Linked DNA regions of Mus musculus: region 2 is linked to region 1. A link is a contact called in public Hi-C data. All regions are on one chromosome and are shown on one strand. The core of a region is the stretch at or near the end of the contact, and the rest is flanking DNA. Distances in the headings are between cores, read along the strand shown. Region 1 has its middle 80 kb from the start of Tenm3. Region 2 has its middle 48 kb from the start of Gm25830.

Region 1 (2,904 bases), core at 251-2,750:
TAAAGGACCAGGGCATTTGAAGGTTGAGAACCACTGATCTATGGTTAGCTTCTGTGACTATATAGGCTCATAAACAAACCAAGAACCACATCCTAACACTCAAATTGGAAGAAACATACTATGAAGAAACATGCTACAAACACAGTCAGAGGACCTAGAGAGTGTGGGAGGCTGAAATGTAGAGGAAGCAGCTACATCAAGACTAAATCATTTCAGATAGCTGAATCAAAAGCCTGTGACTGCACCCCAGAGAGTCTAGGGGATTTCTAGCAGACCTTGCAGGCCTGTGTACCTTCTTGAAGAAGAGACAATTGCTCCTTCCTAAGTGACACATTGCATAATGGGGGGTAGGGAGGGGAGGGTGAAGCCTTCTTGTCACCTAGAATACTGTCCCTTGGTAAAGGATTTACCCAAAAACATTTCACTAAAATGGGAAGATATTAATGCTTAGAAATAACCTGTATGAGTGACCTAGGTACTGGCAAGTATACGACCAGAGAACAAAGGAAATATCTGTTAGGCAAAGAACCAAAACTCTGACTAAGTTTACAGGGGGATTTTTCCATAAGAAGAATAAAACTGCAGGGCGGTGGTGGCGCACACCTTTAATCCCAGCACTTGGGAGGCAGAAGCAGGCGGATTTCTGAGTTCGAGGCCAGCCTGGTCTACAGAGTGAGTTCCAGGACAGCCAGGGCTATACAGAGAAACCCTGTCTCGAAAATCAATCAATCAATCAAACAAACAAACAAGAAAAAGAAGAATAAAAATTTGAAAGAATGAATACTGGACTGCCAAACACAGGTGGGCCACAACTTACAAACAGTTTGTATTTCAGAAGTCTGTTTTTAAGGTAGTTATTCAGGGATTTGGAATATACTTTTTTTCCCCCCTGAAATTATAACATACATGGCAGTCAGCATCCTGGGTCAAATTAACATGTAATGCAGAGAAATATGTGACTGGTGAGCGAGCGGCCTGCTCTGTGATGAACTATGCCACCAGTAGAACATGTAGCGAGGCTGGTCACATGTCCTTCTGCCGAGAACTCTAGCAGCAGCTATGTAGGAATCTCCCACATTGCCTGACATCCTTCTAATCCGTAAGCTGATAACAGAGAAGGTACCTTGGGATTTGGGTCACGGGTAGCAATTTCTGGGTGTTCCTGACTTGGCTTATTCGAAGGAGATGCTAAGATGACACATGGAGGTACTCCTCCCCCTGAAATCCCATCCCCCCCTATACTTCAGAGATAATGGTATCTAGAATGTCTTTAATGGACAACCAACCATCTTCTTGGCATAGGTGAAAGGCATACAATAGACCATTTGCTGAAGCTCCTATAAATCTGGTCTAACCACGGTGGTGACAGGTTCTAGGGTACTTTTTCCCTCTTTTCTTTAATTGTGCTTAGTCTGCAATGAAGGGCTACCCTAGTCTGCACTCTTTACAAGTCCAGCAATGGAGCCAGGGCAGAGGGGAGAGCCATAGTGCTGAATAATGATGAAATGCTAAGCCCTTTCAGACCAAAGGCCAGCAACGCTGCAGAGCCTATCTTGGAATGAACATTTATATGCAAGCTACCAACAATTAATTCCTTTAGACACCTCAAATAAGACCAAACAAAACTGCTGAATATACCTGTGGTTCAAGGAATGAGAAATTCTGAATTGGGGGTGTTTAATTGCACTTTCAGCTAGCAGGAGAGTTCAAGCGAACTATTTGAAATGCATATTACATACACACACAAAACTATGCAAAACAGACAGGACGCTGGCCAATTTGATCCAGGGTAGTTTCCAGCTATTATTTTCTCCCCCTCCTGCCCCCCAGATCTTTTGAGGCTGTGTATCATTCAACAACTCTTTGGAACTTTGCAGAGCCTGAGCCAGTGCACGGGAGACCTGGGAGGCCAGCGATGTGTACGAACACCAGCTGTTACAGGGCCAGCCCTAGTACAAAGAGCAAAGGGTGGCTGGCACCCCTCAGCTCTACGTCACTGCTATTCTAGGATGGTAGTTTCACTCTTGAAACAGCTGAGAGGTCCTCGTGCAGTGAAAAGCAGGGACATTTCTGCCCGGACATCACCCTCTGGACAGAAACTCCTGCTACTGCTTGCCAGGGTTGTGTCCCTGTGCCAAGAATGCAAGCAGCTGCCCAGGAGCTAGCAACCCGAGCAAATGGACACACTGATACCACATTTAATGAACTATTGCTAAGAACAACACTGAGGTTGTCCTGATCCAGATTTTAAAATAGGCACACTCGTTATCGTTAGAAGGGGTTATTGGTATAGAGATAACTACTCCCCACTCCTCTCCACTCCAGGATTATCTCTATAGGAGGGCAAGCTTATCTGCTCCATTGCCATTTTCACACCAGCACCTTTGTAAGTACCTGATCAGAGCGAGCCTGGAATTTTGGGAAACAGTCTAGAGAGCCAAACATTTGGTGAATGGAAGCTGATACTGAGAAGAGCAAAGAAGAAGAAGACAGAGACTGGAAAATCAAACTCAGATGCTTCTGGAATCTGCTGAAAAGAAAGATGCCTAGCATGAAAACCAGACACTCTCCAGAGGCCTGTAACCCAGGGTCTCTAGCAAGGGGCACTCCCATTCCTGCAGCACAGAACTGGCTTGGGCTAGGTGACTGTGGACATTGGAGAGTCCCTGGCCCAGGAGGGACCCCCACTGCTCTGGGTCTTTAGTAAGGAGACTTGCACCCAATTGTTTGCCAGTGAAATTTGCCGTTTTGTGTTTTGCGATCAAGGCAGCACAGGATGTAGAAGGGGGTTGGTTTTTATATAGCATGAAAAGTCATGTTTCATATACCTATTGTTTTCTCAACATCAATAAAATCTAAGATTAACACAAACCATACAGAGCAGACCTCAGGAACATTTCCATA
Region 2 (2,904 bases), core at 103-2,602, 250 kb after region 1:
AATGACTGTCCTGCCTTGATTTATGTTTTTGGATCTCATCAACAAATAACTACCATTTAAAAGGGAAGGGTATTGAAGCTCAGAGGACACATGGGAGAAAGTGGGTTGTGAGACACTTATGTGATCCCAACTTAACGAATTAAGAACACAACGGCGTTTTACTTTTGGAGATAATCAGAGAAATTTAAACATGTGTGTGTTGGCTGTTGTTAGTTATTTTGTGCCAGGTCAGATGATGGTGTGGTACCCTGACAGGACTGAACAAAAACAGCCATATATTTATTTCTCTGCTGTGTGATCCACTTAGCTATGCAATTGAGTTTATGTTTATAGGCTTGCAATTAAATTTCACAACTCACTTAGTGACTATGAACATTGAATAGAATTTAAGATCCTTAAATGGGAGAATTTGATTTTCGATCATTTTTATGTGTGATTATGGCTATGTGCACTTACTCACGCATAGCCAGGTGCACATAAGTGTGCACACAGTGCATGGAAACCAGAGGACATTTTGGTTGTCATCCTTAGGAAGCCTCCTTGGTGACAGGTATTTCCATTGGCCTGGAGCTTACCAATTAGGCTAGGCCTCCTAGCCTGGGAACCCCAACTTCTGTCTCCTCACTGCTGGGATGGTCATCTTTTGGGCCCCGGTTGGAACACGGTGAAAAGAATGATGGATGGTGAATGATGCTTTGGGGAACTGTGGGAGAGGCTCTGGAGAAAGGGCAGAGGGCCTTTTACCTCAGGAGCACTTTGTTCCTTGGATTGCTTTTGGATGTGATTTCATGTCTCCTGTGTTAAGCATGTGCCTTCAATTGACAAGACATGTTTATTCTTGTTGGATGTCAGAAAATAGCTATAGTGCCCACTCTGGTCATTATATCCTGAATCAGGATATGGCCTTCTGCTTTGCCTCTGTGTTTTCCCAGATATAATTTAGAGTACTTGCCAGGTAATTGTATTAAAATTGGTCTGTTCTGAGAAAGTTCTGGGGAAGGGCTGCTCTGTTGATATTTAGTATATGCTAACCTATATTTATTTACATGTTTTTTTTTTTTTTTTCTGACCATGTTTGTCTGAACTCACATAACCTTCCTTGGATTCTTACTTCCTTTGTCACATATGTGTGTGTGTGTGTGTGTGTGTGTGTGAAAGAACACTGAAACTGAAGTGAGTTTGTCTAAGCATCAGACCGTACTTCACCCTGTTCTTTTAGATCCTCATATTCCCTGGTCCAGCAGACAAGATCTGCACAGGTTGGCTGAAAAGTCAACACCCCTATGCCTAGCATTTTGGCTGGCATCCTGGGGCTTGAACTTTGATCTCCACTGCTGGAGGGCCAGCACTTTCCCAACCGAGCCTTTCCCTCAACCCGGAGAGTTTTATCTTTAACCAGCTTAGAGTCTGCCAGCTCTCTAACAGCCTCTGTTTTGGTTTCGTGAGCTCAGAGATCTCAGATGATCATGCGAAAGGCTGAAGAACATTTATATAGTTAGAGTGAGCTTCTTCCAGCCAGAGTCTGGCAGGTCAGATAAGAGACACACGATACTCAACCAATCAAGGCCTCACTCTAGTCTCTCTCTCTTTTTGTCTTAATTTTCATGTTTGTTGTGTTAACATTGGTTCTCCCTCACCCCCACCCCTGTCTATGTTTACGCTCTCACCTGTGACAAATGTCGGTTTCACAGCTGACTTCCTGCTGGTGCCTGTCATATGTTGGCAATATTCAGCCAAGCATGTAAAACAAAACAAGTAACACCCTACAGATGAAATGAAAACAACGCCATTCACACGATCATGATGTCAGAACGACCACTTTTCTCTGAGCTTCCTTAAGGAATTCAGTGTTTTGGGGGTGGGGAAGAGGAAGAGCCTGATTGATGGAGGATGACCGGGTTGGAAAGGTGTGATGCTCCTGTCCCGTCCAGACAATGAATGACGACCAGAAAGAACACGGGGGAGCTTTCCCTCACCCAGAATGTACATGCAAATACTTGCTCAAGCTCAAATCCCCTGCCTGATGCACACAGATGAGACTAGCTCCCAGTGATGAGATAGGGTTGCTTACTGCAGATTGGAGCCCCGAAAGCTAAATCTACCACTCTGAAATCCTGTGTCTACACATCACTTTTGCTGAAGTGGGAGGAAAAGCCTGTGTGGCTACCACCTAAGGTGAGATGTGCTTGTGATTTCTGAAACCCTGCAGCCAAAGGTCTTAATCAGTCTATCCCCAACCCAAAAGAATATATCATGGCCAATCCTTCCTGAGGGATTTCAGGAGAGATCTCAGAAAAAGAGAAAAATCCAAAGATCACGGCACTAGTCTGAATCAATTCACAGAACATTTCTGGGGAGGTCAGCTCTTCTCTAGTTTTCTTGGATTTAGTGACTTTTTCTTCCATGGAGTATCAAATAGTCATCAACCATAACAGAAGAGAGAGCTGGGTACTTAGCCTTGACCCACGGTCTTTTAGGGGTCACCTATGAGTGCTAACCACCCCAAATTAATTACTTATGAGACACAAAACTCTTTAGAAATTCCTTGTGAATACCTAAAATGATCATTTTTTTTCCTTTGCACCTACTTATACAACAAGCATCCATTAAGTTTTAATTATTTCCCTTCATCAGGCCTTTCATCTTGGTGTTCCCTCTACTGCTAGAGGCCTTTGAAGATGGAGGCTTGGATTTAATATATACAGTTCATCGGAGGACTTAACTTTGGGCTATACAGGTTCACAGCTTATTATTTGAAACTGAGGCCTAGCTACTTCTCCTACACACAAAAAAATATCCCAATTCCTCCGGAATTCAAATGACTATGCTTTCTTAGAGAATGACGGCTGAATTTGGCCCACAGTGCGTCTATCCCTTCTAGAATGGAAACTTGGTGATAAGATC

Evidence for each region. Hi-C and Micro-C count contacts between places; a contact is called where the count stands out from the background.
Region 2: a Hi-C map of liver shows a contact between it and region 1, with 1.9 times the contacts expected there. The contact joins two enhancer-like sites. A contact is called at or near these places in 3 of 484 Hi-C or Micro-C datasets (all in liver), 3 of 115 datasets of contacts at active chromatin or transcription factors (embryonic stem cells and hepatocytes) and 1 of 9 other capture datasets (embryonic stem cells).

Annotation. Positions count from the first base shown.
Region 1 is chr8:48,753,686-48,756,589 of GRCm38.p6, forward strand. It overlaps a transcript of Tenm3 not described here. Among named protein-coding and RNA genes, the nearest start is that of Tenm3, 80 kb to the left of the region's middle. Within about 2 kb of position 1,501, at least 33 of the 459 cell types and tissues checked have an H3K27ac peak or open chromatin away from gene starts, as enhancers often do. A contact at or near this core is called in hepatocytes and liver, where this site is marked.
Region 2 is chr8:49,005,094-49,007,997 of GRCm38.p6, forward strand. It overlaps a transcript of Tenm3 not described here. Among named protein-coding and RNA genes, the nearest start is that of Gm25830, 48 kb to the left of the region's middle. Within about 2 kb of position 1,353, at least 4 of the 459 cell types and tissues checked have an H3K27ac peak or open chromatin away from gene starts, as enhancers often do. A contact at or near this core is called in hepatocytes and liver, where this site is marked.